Regions from separate parts of the Sus scrofa genome. Here all the other regions are linked to region 2. Evidence: chromatin contacts called from public Hi-C and HiChIP or PLAC-seq data. All regions are on one chromosome and are shown on one strand. Each heading gives the region's core, a stretch centred on a gene start, on an enhancer-like site or on the middle of the called end of the contact. The rest is flanking DNA. Distances are from core to core; before and after follow the strand shown. Region 1 overlaps KCNQ5 (potassium voltage-gated channel subfamily KQT member 5). Region 2 overlaps KCNQ5 (potassium voltage-gated channel subfamily KQT member 5). Region 3 overlaps KCNQ5 (potassium voltage-gated channel subfamily KQT member 5).

Region 1 (4,420 bases), core at 400-2,899, 360 kb before region 2:
GGGTTCCTTACTTCTGCTGCTGCTTGTTTTTCAATTACCTTTCCCCCACTATCATTTCCTGGCACCTTAAATATCATCCTAAATTTAGAGTCTCCACTTTAGCCATGTGCTAGTTCAAAGGCAACTTCTTTAATCCAGCTAGAGTTTAGAATAACTGCTTAGGCCCTGATGTTGCAGCACAATTTTATTTCGCTATTCCTTGGCTGGGGACTTTTTTTCTGTTCTGTGATAGTTGCTGCTAAGTCACCAAGAGACATATTGGGTCCTTTAGACACTAATAAGAAACCCAGAAAAATGTTCCAGATTATATACATATATTTTTTTTTGGCTGCGCCCATGGCATGTGAAAGTTCTCTGGCCAGGGATTGAACCCTTGCCACAGCAGCGACAACACTGGATCCCTTTTAGGCCACCAGGGAACTCCTAGATAATATCTTTTTTGTTTGAGACTTTTGTCTTAAATAATTTTTAACTTTTTTTCCCTCTCATTATGACAGTAATACATGCTCTCTAGAAACTTTGAAAATTTGAATTTTAAATTAAATCATAAAGAATGAGAAAAATTTGTGGTTCAGGTAAATCCTATTAAATTTTGGGCTATTCCCTTCCAGTATCTTTTTCTCTGCATGAACTGATGTTTAATGTCAAAGTCAATTTCTCAACATAGATCAGATATTGAACACCTCTGGTTGCCCAGTGAGGGAACTTTATTTTGAGAGCTCAAAAGCCATTATTCAGCCTCATCTTATTCTATGTCTTCTTTATCTCATGCTCATGCTCCAGCTACGCCAGACTAGGCATAGTTTCCCAAGATGCTGTCTATAATAAGGTGCGTTATTACCTTTGGATAGTTTCCCAAGGGCTATTCTCTGCACACCCCATCCACTCTCCTTTCCTTTTCGGGGGTAGGGGGAGGGCTGGTAATCTGTCATGCTGAATTTGCAGCAGACGGATTATTACATGCCTAGAGTATCACAAAAGCAAGGAGCAGCCCCCCACAAAGAAAAGAGCATCAGAATATTTAGAACAAATCATTTACCCTTCAGTGGACTCTAACTTTTGCGCCATTCTGAAAACTAGAATTTCATTTTGCAGTTTAACAATTTCTGTTTATTTCGAGTCATCCAAAGCAAAGAAGATGAGGTATGGAGGGCAGCAGGACAGAGTTTAGAGCCTAAGATCCAGTTTTCCAATCACAAACTTTTCAAGAGTCTACGATCCCCAAGATTGAGGCAGCCCTGTCCTCCCGTACTGGGAACATGTATGTCTTATATTTGTTGTGCACAAGCCCCTTTCCTTGCTAGACGGTCAGCTCTGTGAAGGCAAGGTCCTTGTCTTGTGTCCATCTACCCTGTGCCTTCTTATCCATGGACCTACTGCCCCTAGAAAACTGATGGTACAAAGACAATCCTCAATGCACGTTTATTTCATGAACGTTGATGAATTTCTTCCTGGTACCACTACAGCCCTCCCTTTGACTTCCATAAAGTCTGGACGTAGGATTTTAAAAATAAATGAATTCTGCAGTTAGGAGATGGCCCTGCACTGTGATCTTATACACTTGGTGAATCAGCTCCTGGAAGGTAAGTGAAGAGTGTTTTCACAGAAGAGGTTGTCACCCGAGAGGTCTCAATGGGCTCCCGTTTCTCAGCTCTGTGTTCAGTGGTGGCTGAATGCCTTGGGTGCTTTGTGGCATGAAGTGGGCCCTTCACTGTATTCATGAAAGGTGTCACTCATTTCAGTCCTTGTGTGTGAGATGGGTTTACAAACATGAGCTGTAAGTTAAAATGCTGTACTGCCAGATTGGAAATGTTGTGTTCATTTTACAGATGAAGAAGCTGCAGCTCAGTGTGAAAAACAGCGTGAGTGGGGCCCTTTAAAATAGAACTGGAGCACCCATTCCAGAGGAACTGCCTTACATGTCCTATTTTCTGAACCTGTGAACTGGGCCAAACTGCCAGCAATTCTAAGAAGTCAGCAAGAATGAGAAAACCCTGTTGTAAGGACTGATAAAAATGAACATTTACCTTGTGACCACCTTGCCTGACTAATCAGTGAAGTTTAAATCTAGCTTTGCTTGTCAGCACCAGCAAACTCTTCTTAAAAACAACCTATCTCATCTTCCTCTTTTTTTCTTTTCATTAATAACACTGATTCCCTCTCCTATAAATGGGAATTAAAAAAAAAGATACACATGAACTAATTTACAAAACAGACTCACAGACACAGAAAACAAACGTATGGTTACCAGAGGGGAAAGGGGGTGAGAAGGATAAATTAGAAGCTTGGATTAGCAGATACAAACTATTATGTATAAAATAGATAAACCACAAGGGACTAGCACAGGGAACTATACTCAAGATCTTGTAAAAACTTATAATGGAAAACAATTGAAAAAAAATATGTATAACTGAATCACTTTGCTGTAAACCCGAAACTAACACAACACTGTAAATCAACTATACTTCAATTTTCTAAAAAAAGAGAAAAAACCAAGGCCATGGCTCTCAGTGAGCAACTCTCCAATGGCGCTCCGTTTTTTTTCCAGAGTAAAAAGCCCAAGTCTTCATAAGGCCTGCAAGGGCCTAGGTGCCTGCCCCACCCCTCTTCTGGTCTGACCTCATTTCCCATCACTCTCCCCTCCTTCTTTTTTCTCTAGGTCCCCTTGAAGGAACCAGGCACCTGTCTCCCTCCAGGGAATGCTCCTTTCTAGATAGCTGTGAGGCTCCTTAGCTGTTGAGCTCTCTGCTTAGTATGGATTCTCCAGGAGAACCATCTGGACCACCTTACCCAAGGCTACACACTGAACTCCATCCACCATCCATTCTCCTTAGTCACCTTTTCTTTCTTCCACATCGCTTGTCACTTTTCAACATACTCAACAATTTACTATTTTGTCCTCATTACTTATTCATCTTCCTACTAGAATATAAGCTCCATAATGCCCAATGTCTTGTTCTCTAAGGTAGCTCGAGCACCTGGAATCATGTGCCTGGAACAGGGTAAGCAAGCTAATATTTATTGAGGAAGCCAGTCAAGGTGAGTGATACTCCTCCACGCTATCTGATCACAACATATAACTCATTTACTAACCTCTGGATTTTGGCTTTACTGTTTTCTCTTTTAGCAGTTTTTTTTTTTTTTTTTAAACCTTGGGATCCTACCGTGAAAAAATTCCATTTTTGCTCATAATGTTTACTTTTTATAGGATTTATTTTAAAATAGGATTTCCCTCCAGTGGTCCATGAAAACATTTAAGTGGCAAAATAAGCTTAAAGCAAAAGCATGAATAACTTCTGTAGTACAACTCAAGAAATATGTGTTGAATAAATACTGTACACTACACTTTTATTTTCAGGTTGAAATGCAACCTGTGCGTCCACTTTATATTTTTAAAATTTTTTATTCTTTTAGGGCCGCACCTGTAGCATACGGAAGTTCTCAGGCTAGGGGTCGAATCAGAGCTACAGCTGCCGGCCTATGCCATAGCCACAGCCATGCAGGATCTGAGCCGTGTCTGCGACCCACACCACAGCTCATGGCAATGCCAGATCCTTAGCCCACTGATCGAAGCCAGGGATCAAACCTGTGTCCTCATGGATACTAGTCAGGTTTGTTACCACTGAGCCACAACAGGAAGTCCTGTGTGTCCACTTTAAAGTCTTGAGTCTATGGAGTTTCCATTGGGGCGCAGTAGAAACAAATCCAACTAAGAACCATGAGGTTGTGGGTTCAATCCCTGGCCTCGCCCAGTGGGTTAAGGATCTGGTATTGCCATGAGCTGTGGTGTAGGTCGGCAGCTGTAGCTCTGATTTGACCCCTAGCCTGGGAACCTCCATATGCCTTGGGTGCAGCCCTAGAAAAAAAAAAAAAAAAGAAAAAAAATAATAAATTCTTGATTCTGTAAGTTTACAATTAATAAATAATAGAATTTTAATATCAGTAACACAAGCGTGAGGGAGCTCTCTCTAGCTAGCCATATCATCCATATTAATAAAATAAAGAAGGCCAACCGGACTTATTTTTTTCTTCAGGAACAATGTGACATTAACGGAAATGTAAATATATTACAGTGAGGTACAGTGTAACTTCACATGTCACTTTTGGATCCTCACTCCCCTGTGTTTTTCCAAATGTGACCTTTAACCTAGTACTTTATAGTGTTAGTTCTTCAGGGACAAATTGTGAAATTTCAGTCATGTGACCATTGTTTGTTCTGAATCTTAGGAGATTTGGAGTGAACAGCCTAAAAGTGAGCTCTTTTAAGAATTAGGAAATCATTTCATTGAATTCTTTTTTGTTGTTATAATGCCTCGGATTTTATTATTACTATTTTTTCTTTTTTGGTCACCCTGTGCCATATGGAGTCCCTGGGTCAGGGATCATATTCCAGCTCAAGTTACGACCTATGCCTCAGCTA
Region 2 (4,119 bases), core at 846-3,345:
AATGGTTAAAATGACCAAAGGTTTCGAAGAGTCCTGTGCAGAAGCTACAGAGAGGAGCCTTCAACATGGACAATTTTGAGATAAAAACTTTAGAGGCTTGTTTGATACTCCAGCTTTTGTTGACTGATACTTTTCTCCGAGACACAAGAATACTTAAGATTTCTTTCAGTTACACTGTAAGGGGCGTGAAAAGAAGCAGTAGCCCCCACTGCCTAGCTCTGAAAGACATCAGGGCAGATGTGGGAGAGATCAGACAACTTTGGTCTAACAGAGTCTCTCACAGGAATTCCAACTCAAGGGCAGAGTCTGAAAAGACCACCACTGCGGCTTGTTTCTGAACGTTGCTGTAGTGTTAAACTCCACTCACCTGCTCATCAAGAATAGTCAAGCTTTTAATAAAATTATTGAGGCAAGGTGTAATGGTTATTTCATTTTCTATGACAAATATTCATTTATATTAGTCACAAAAACCTATCACTGACCAACCATGAATACAAATAGCCATGAACTACCTGGAAATCTTGAGCAGATCACACTGAGAGAACTGAGGTTATTTATATCAGATGCTGTGAAGAAAGCTGATCTCCTGTAGGACAGCTGATAAAAATAGAAGGAGAAAGGGGAGCCGGGAAGTCACATGTGTCTACGTGAACAGATCAAGTCGAACTTTTGCAACCCTTATGAACTTTGAAAACTATTTCTAAGATTATATTAACAGGGCACTTATGTTATGAGGGACGTTTTAAGAGAAATACAAATTCTCTGGTGATCTTTGAATTGCCTTGCATTCATGTTCGAATGACCTATGACTAGAAAGGAAACTGAGGCTCTGTTGGGAGCCAGGCAGGTGTGGGCTGAATGGCAGGGCAAGGGCAGTGGCATGGGGATAAGATGGGGTGTGCGTGTGTGGGGGTGTGTGGCAGTTGGTATTGAGAGGTCCCTGAAATTTTAACCAGATCATAGCCTTCAGAGTTAGGGGAAAATGGAGTTGGGTTTGTCTGCCTCTCTAGCCTCTGCCAGATTTCCTATCCTTTCCCCATGCCCACTCTAGATATTCGCTTCAGCAAATTGTATTTGCTTGAGTTTGGTTTTTTCCTCATTGATCTTCCTGAACTCTGCAGTCTTCCTGAAGAGTTCTTAAATTCTTATTTGAGCTGCACAGGATAAGCCACATTTCCTCTCACTGTGTGGCTTTATAGTGCATGACAACCATAACCACATCTTCTAAGGTATGTTTTCCCATCTGAGAGACTGAGTGTCATTCACCCTTGAGATTCTCTCTTAGAGACTGCCTCTTGAAGGAGGTAAAATCTTGAAGAGTACCATCCTTCCAAATGAGATCCATTACTGGTGATCCATTACTATTAGAAAGGCCACAGAACAGGAAACTTCATGTAATTTTGTGGAACAGAAGACATTAACCTTGGAGAGCCCTCTGAGACCCATTTACCAGGCAACCTTACATTCAAGCTGAAGTCAGCTGAAGTTCAGTTCATTGCCAATTCAACTTCCTTGAACATCCCAACTCCTACCTCCCACCTTTAAGCAAAGGACCAACTCTTCAGTGGCTCTACCCAAACTGCCACCACAGACTCTCTTCCCTAACTTGCAGGGGACCAAGCCCAGCTTCACATTTCCAGCCCTTCTGGAAGCAAGCATGCTCTAAAATTACTCCTGACACAAGGTTCAAAACACTGCTAGCCTTGGGACACAACCTCCTTAATCATGAACAGAATCTCTGACATGACAGAATCCTAGAACAATTCTTAGGTCTCTCTCCCCAAAGATGCCCAATTCTGTCATCAATCCAGTCATAATTAGAGAAAAGGGGGATGGGTTGGACAAGGACACAAGGGCTGATGGGAGTCAGCAGTTAAAATCCCTAGGGTTCTGCTAGAGTCCAAGGTATCAGGTGGAACCACCAATTCACTGAAGCTTTCAGCAAGCAGTTCTGCTTCCTAAAACTTTTCTTTTGTCTGCATAACTGTGCTCAGTAAAGTCTTTCCTCACCCTTAAGTCCTCTACTCAGAATATCACCTCCCTCGTGAGCTGGTAAACACAGTGCACGTTCCAATACATTCCAACTATAACACTGTCATAAAATTCTCCTTGCACTGTGGCTTTCACCAAGCATCTCACGTTAGCCTTCAGCCTTGGAACAGTCCTTGTCAACTCAGATGACCTTGGCAGACTGCTTCATCGTCTCCCAACACAACAGCTGCCCAAGGCAATCTATCATTTGTAGAGAATTTCCAGTTACTCACTAGTAGGGAAGTTTCTCTCAAGACAAATGGATTCTGGCAACAACTCGAGTTTCCTTCTCCTTTCAAATGATTCAGGCTTGGTCCCTCTTGCACCCCTCCCCAAATCCACTTCACTGCAGGACCCTTCATTTCCTAGGATTAGGTTCTCTAGTCACCTAAGAGTTCCAGTGCCTCTAACGGGCAAATAAGAGCCACTCAATAAATATTTGTGAACAGAAGGTAATTGGAATGGAAAAACTAGAGTGGCTCTCTTTGGCTGCAACTCTATCCAAGGAAGAGACTGAAACTTTTTGAGACGGCTATGGGATTACTGTAATAAACATTTGGAAAAACTATTTCTTTGGCAAGTACTTCAATTTCTACGGTGGCCCATGCCTTTCAATCTGGTGAGGCCCGAGCTGAGAACCCAGATAAACTGTGCATAGACCTTCTTTGAGCAACAGAAACTGAGATGATACACTCATATTGTTTTGAGCCACTGCATTTGTGGTAATTTGTTACATGGCAGTAGATAACTGATACAATAGCCTAAACTTATAGTGCTGTAAATATTCTTAAAATACTAGTGTTAATTTTATTTTCTCATTTTATAGATTTACAGTGTATGAAGCTGACTCTGAATGACATCAATTCCTGGGACCATAAAATAGTAGGAGAGCTGCTGTGAGAATTAATAGCTTCTCAGCCTAAGTTCTCGGCTCACTGAACACACCATCTGCAACTCTGCTGCCTTCTCTGATAGAGAAACAAATTATTTAGGGGATTTGATGTTCTTTAAATGTTGTGCTCATAAGAGTGGCATCTATATTATCAGGTCTAAGAAAGAAGAGGTTTTTAAAATGAAATTTAGTGAAGCGCAAAAGCCCAGAGTTGCTGTTATGAAATAAAAGAAGTTCAGAATCCATAGAGACCAAGCAGAGTAAAACCAAACAAGCAGTGAGTGTAAAGGTCATTGACAGAACAGGGTGTGGTGAAATTTAATTTTTCTCTTTCTGTCCTATTTATTAGTCCCATGTAATACATCACAAATGGTGGTTTCCATCCTTCAGATGCAACACACTATTGTCAGCTTTTTTTTTTTTTTTTTTTTGGCTATGCCCATGGCATGCAGGAGTTCCAGGGACTAAATTTTTGCCACAGCAGCAACCTCAGCCACTACAGTTGACAACACCAGATCCTTAACCTGCTGAGCCAACAGGGAACTCCAGCTGTCAGTCTTTTTCAGCAGAGTGACTCCAGGAAGTCACTCACTGGAAAACTGATTTCTACTATTCCCCACAAAAGTGTCCTTTTCGTAATTTTTATATTAATCCCTAAATTTTCTAAAAAATATTTTAAGTAGACTTTATTTCTAGAACCACTTTAGGGTCACAACAAAATTGAGCAGAAAAGTAGAGATTTCCCATATAGTCTTTGTTCGGGCCCATGCACAGCCTCCCCACCATCAATATCCCCACTAGATGGTACATTTGTTACAACTGATGAATCTACATGGACACGTTATCATCATTAAAAGTCTATAGCTTACACTAGAGTTCACTCTTGGTATTGTATACTCTATGGGTTTTGATAAATGTATAATGACATGTGCCTACTATCTTAGTATCAGAGTGGTTTCACTGCCCTAAAAATCCTCTGTGTTCTGCCTATTTATCCCTCCTACCCCCAATCCCTGACACTACTGATCTTTTCACTGTCACTATAGTTTTGCCTATTCCAAAATGTCATATAGTTGAAATCATACAGTACATAGCCTTTTCAGATGGGCTTCTTTCACTTAGTAATATGCACTGAAGTTTCCTCCATGACTTTTAATGGATTGATAGTTCATTTTTTTAAGTGCTGAATAATATTC
Region 3 (4,374 bases), core at 1,159-3,658, 270 kb before region 2:
AGAATGGCTTTTAGTCCTCAGATGTTTATAATTTTCACCTTGCACCTGTTTTCATACATACCAAATGGCAAAACTGCAGTCAGTTTCAACTCAACAGTATTTGCCTATAGGTCTAAATACCAGTATTTGCCTATAGGTCTAAAAAGAGATATGGGGAGTTCCCTTGTGGCTCAGCAGGTTAAGAATCTGGAATCACTACTGTGGCCCTGGGTTACTGCAGTGGCATGAGTTTGATCCCTGACTTGAGAACTTCTGCATGCCAGGGGTGCTGGAAAAAAAAAAAAGATTTGGATTCTACCAATGAATAATGACAGTTGAAACTTCTACTGGAAATCCCCTAGCATTCTATGATGAAATCCAATGCTTAGATATCTTGTTCAGTGTGATAACCAGAACATTTATGCACTAATAGTGAAACAATGATGTCATTACAGGTTTAAATTTACAGAGTAAAAACAAAGTACCTCAATTTCAATACTCCTATTTTGTATTTAACCCTCAGCAGTTAAATGAACTGACTCTGAATCCTGGCAGCCAGTTATGTTTAGTTGTATTGGGATAAGCAATTTTTCTTTGAGAAACTTGGTATTATTTTCAGGTGACCTGTAGGTTTTCATTAATCATCGCCTACTACTAAAAGTTTTTGAAAGGGTATCTTCAGGAAGTTCTTTGAATAGAAGAGAGCTATTTGGATTTTGCAGGTGGAGAGGCCATTTCAGCTAAAATGTCACTAACCAGGGACACCTATGGATAGGAATCCATTTCTAAGTATTATCTGGGGATATTGAGAATTACCTCATACACCTGGCCCTCAAGCTCTTGTGATACACAATTTCTTATTTTTAGAAATAAGAAATAGATACAGTTTAGGCTTCTGGATAATCCTCCAGGATAAACACTGGGGTGTGAAAATGGGCTTTTTCTTCTGTGAAGAATGAAGAGATAGTGCTTTAAGAGAGCAAATTTGAGTAAATACAAGCCCCAGATAAATACCTGACACTCATTATGATTCTGAAAATCCTACCTGTTGCCATGTGCAGATCTATTATAACCTGCTATTTGCCTTTTTAGGGGATTATATTAATCAAACAGATCGTGATTAATTAAAAGCTCCATTTTTAATGATCCAGTCCTTGGCAAAATCTTCCTCGTCGGTACTAGGTAAAGGACAATTTTTAGAACTTTCTCATTTCATATTCACTTTTAGGTATTGCTGTTTATGAACTCTGCAAAGTACACTGCTATTCTTATCTGTGCATAAAAGGAAAGAAACTGGGTCCCAGGGCGGCTTGTACAAGGTGATACAAGAAATTACTTCTAGAGACTGGGTTAGAATTCATAGGAACTGACTCATGGACCTGCAGCACAGACTGTGGAATGCACTGCTTCACAACAAATCCTAATGCCATGAAGACAAATCCTACTTTGGGCTCCCTTTCTTTTCATTATCAATCCCTTTCCTCCCATCATGAGCTTTCTGAATAAGACACGCTCTGTTTACAGGGGAACGAAAAGCAAAGTTTATTGGAAGCAGGTGATGATACAACCTGGGGAAGTTTTGTGCAGAGGCTGGAGATGCTCACAGAGGGCACCGCCATCAGGACAGTGTATTTTCCCACAAAGGAAATATGGAGACATACCAAGAAAAAGTAATTCAAAAACAGTTTCAGATGTGCACATTGAACATTATGACCAGCAACTAGTCCAGAAAACCACAGAAGTTCGATAAGAGGTGGATTCTGAAGTCACACGATGGCACATGTCCTGAGGATTAGCTACACTACTTTGATCTCCACATTCCAAACACAGATTTGGAGTCTGTGGTAGGGGCTAAAGTCAAATATTTAAAACACTGTGCAAAAGGCAGAAGTAAAAAGTTGAGAAAAAGGCAGTATGGGAGCAGAAGAGCCTCCTGTAGAGGAGCTTACAATTATAAGCACCTTATTAAAAATACCATCACAGTCACATGACCGCATTAAAGTGGGAACTAAAGCAATTAGATTTAAAAATTTCAGGCCAAAATTATTCTTTCTGAAAACTTCTGATAACTGAGGTAAAGGTGCTATTTTTTGCTGTGCATTGCTTGGATAGTTGCCACATTTTTCTTCATTTCCTCAGACCGTTTTTACATTGTGTATGCAGAGGGTGTGAAGGGGAGTGATGGTCTGCAGGGGAATGCCTTCTAGCTCGCCATTGTTTTGAAGTTTTAATTCACTTAGTACACACTATTATGGCCAGAAACAGCTAGGATCTGGGCTTTTAACAGTAAAGGGCACGGACAGGGCGTGGAGGGGTGGACAGGACCGACACTCCCTGCCCTCACAGAGGTGAAAGGACAGTTGGAATAGAAGAACTGAGCAGACAGACAATCTGGGTGACACATGGTGAGAAGGGAGAAATACAGGCCTACAGTGCAGATTCAGTTACCGCAGTTAAAGGCCAAGAAAGTCCTTCTGGGTTAAGCCATAATTAACAACCAGTTAAAGAAAAAGCTGCAAAACTCCCTCTTAATGTCCTTTAGGTACCATAACACAACCATTTCTGAAATTAACACATTTTAAGAGCTCTAGACTTAGAAAGTACCTGATGTGGTTCCTTCCCACACTCCTCTTTTATTTACTTATCTTTTTAGGGCCACACTCATGGCATATGGAGGTTCCCAGATAGGGGCTGAATCAGAGCTGCAGCCCCTGGCCTATGCCACAGCCACGCAGTATCTGAGTCATGTCTTGGAACTACACCACAGCTCACGGCAATGCTGGATCCTGAACCCACTAAGTGAAGCCGGGAATCAAACCCACATCCTCATGGATGCTAACTGGGTTTGTTACCACTAGCCACGATGGGAACTCCAGTTTTTGAATAGTTAATATATTCATATGATTTAAATATCAAAATGATATAAAGAGGTAAACGAGGAGAAATCTTTCTCCCACCCTTGTCTTCATTCTTTGTTCCTACTTAGCATCTTTAGGTGAAATTTTTTTTTTTTTTGGCCACACCCCTGGCATGCAGAAGTTCCAGGGCCAGGGATTGAACTTGCACCACAGTAATAACCAGAGCCACAGCGCTGACAACAATTGATTCTTACTCTGCTGAGCCACAAAGGAACTCCTAGGTGAACATTTTTATTCTTCTTCTTCTTCCTTTTTTTTTTTTTTTTAATCTTTTTAGGGCTGAGCCAGTGGCATATGGAAGTTCCCAGGCTAGGGGATGAATCAGAGCTGCAGCTGCTGGCCTACACCACAACCATAGCAATGGGGGATCCAAGCCAAGTCTGTGACCTACACCATAGCTCAAGGCAGTGCTGGATCCTCAACCCACTGAGTGAGGCCAGGGAATGAACCCATGTCCTCATGGATACTAGTTGGGTTCATTACTGTTGAGGCACAACAGGAACTCTTGAACATTTTCATTCTTAAAAAAATTTTTTTTCCAATTTTTTTCAAAAAATAAAAGCAATAGGAATATATACTCTTATTTTTCTCTTTTCTTACACAAAAAGTAGCACACTATATATGTAGTATTGCAGCATCTTTTTTCTTTTAATGTTTCTTGGATCCTTCTGTAGCTAAACAGAAAGAGCTTCTTCATTGTAGTCACAGTTTGCTCAACTATACTTACTACTTACTACAAAGTGATGTAACTATCAGGAAGGAGAATTCGTGGGTCACAGAGTAAATGTGTGTAATTTTAGTAGTAGTAACACTTTCCATACAGTTGACACCACTTTGCACTCCAGTTGGAATATCAGTGCCTGCTTCTTCAAAGTCTCACTGAAAAAAGTAAGAGGTCATATCTTGGAATTTTGCTGACCTTACAGGTGAGAAAATGCTGTCATTTGTATTTCTTTCTTATGGGTGTGTTTAAGAGGCATGTGTGTATTTCTTTTGCTGTGAACCATCTGCTCATATTCATTTACTATATTTTCTACTGATCATTGAATTTTTCTTCTGGATTTCTAGAGATCCTTATGGTTTAAGATGATTAACTTTTTGTCTCTGTTAGGTGTTGTAAATATCTTCCTACATTTGTCTTTTGACTTTGCTTGTTGTTTTCTTGTTTTGTTTTGCTTTGTTTTATCATGCAGTATTTTATTTGGTGTAACAATCAAATTGTTAAAAATTTTATTCAGCCTAAATTTATCAGTATTTTCTTCTATGTTTTATGTATTTTTAGTTACAGTTAGAAAGGCCTTCCTGGTTCTGAAGTTACACGAGAATTTACCTATTTCTGCCATCCAGTATTTTATGGGTCTTACTGAATTTAAATCTTTAATTTATTTGGAATTTTTCTTAGAATATGGTAAAATAGATAGAGATCCAACCTGATCTTGTTCCAAATAGGTAATAAGTTGTTCCAACATTGCTTATA

Evidence for each region. A called contact is a pair of places that touch in the nucleus more often than the background predicts. HiChIP or PLAC-seq counts read pairs in DNA pulled down with a chosen protein or histone mark.
Region 1: a contact with region 2 is called in a Hi-C map of skeletal muscle, with 5 times the contacts expected there. The contact joins two enhancer-like sites. A contact is called at or near these places in 3 of 47 Hi-C or Micro-C datasets (embryonic fibroblasts, psoas muscle and skeletal muscle) and 1 of 2 datasets of contacts at active chromatin or transcription factors (skeletal muscle).
Region 3: an H3K27ac HiChIP or PLAC-seq map of skeletal muscle shows a contact between it and region 2. The contact joins two enhancer-like sites. A contact is called at or near these places in 1 of 47 Hi-C or Micro-C datasets (skeletal muscle) and 1 of 2 datasets of contacts at active chromatin or transcription factors (skeletal muscle).

What each region holds. Positions count from the first base shown.
Region 1 is chr1:52,897,185-52,901,604 of Sscrofa11.1, reverse strand. All of the region lies in intron 11 of KCNQ5 (potassium voltage-gated channel subfamily KQT member 5), which reads right to left. Among named protein-coding and RNA genes, the nearest start is that of DPPA5, 88 kb to the left of the region's middle. Within about 2 kb of position 1,649, at least 4 of the 83 cell types and tissues checked have an H3K27ac peak or open chromatin away from gene starts, as enhancers often do. A contact at or near this core is called in skeletal muscle, where this site is marked.
Region 2 is chr1:52,540,592-52,544,710 of Sscrofa11.1, reverse strand. All of the region lies in intron 1 of KCNQ5 (potassium voltage-gated channel subfamily KQT member 5), which reads right to left. Among named protein-coding and RNA genes, the nearest start is that of KCNQ5, 110 kb to the right of the region's middle. Within about 2 kb of position 2,095, at least 5 of the 83 cell types and tissues checked have an H3K27ac peak or open chromatin away from gene starts, as enhancers often do. A contact at or near this core is called in skeletal muscle, where this site is marked.
Region 3 is chr1:52,814,990-52,819,363 of Sscrofa11.1, reverse strand. The region is part of intron 3 of KCNQ5 (potassium voltage-gated channel subfamily KQT member 5); the gene reads right to left. Among named protein-coding and RNA genes, the nearest start is that of DPPA5, 170 kb to the left of the region's middle. Within about 2 kb of position 2,408, at least 1 of the 83 cell types and tissues checked has an H3K27ac peak or open chromatin away from gene starts, as enhancers often do. A contact at or near this core is called in skeletal muscle, where this site is marked.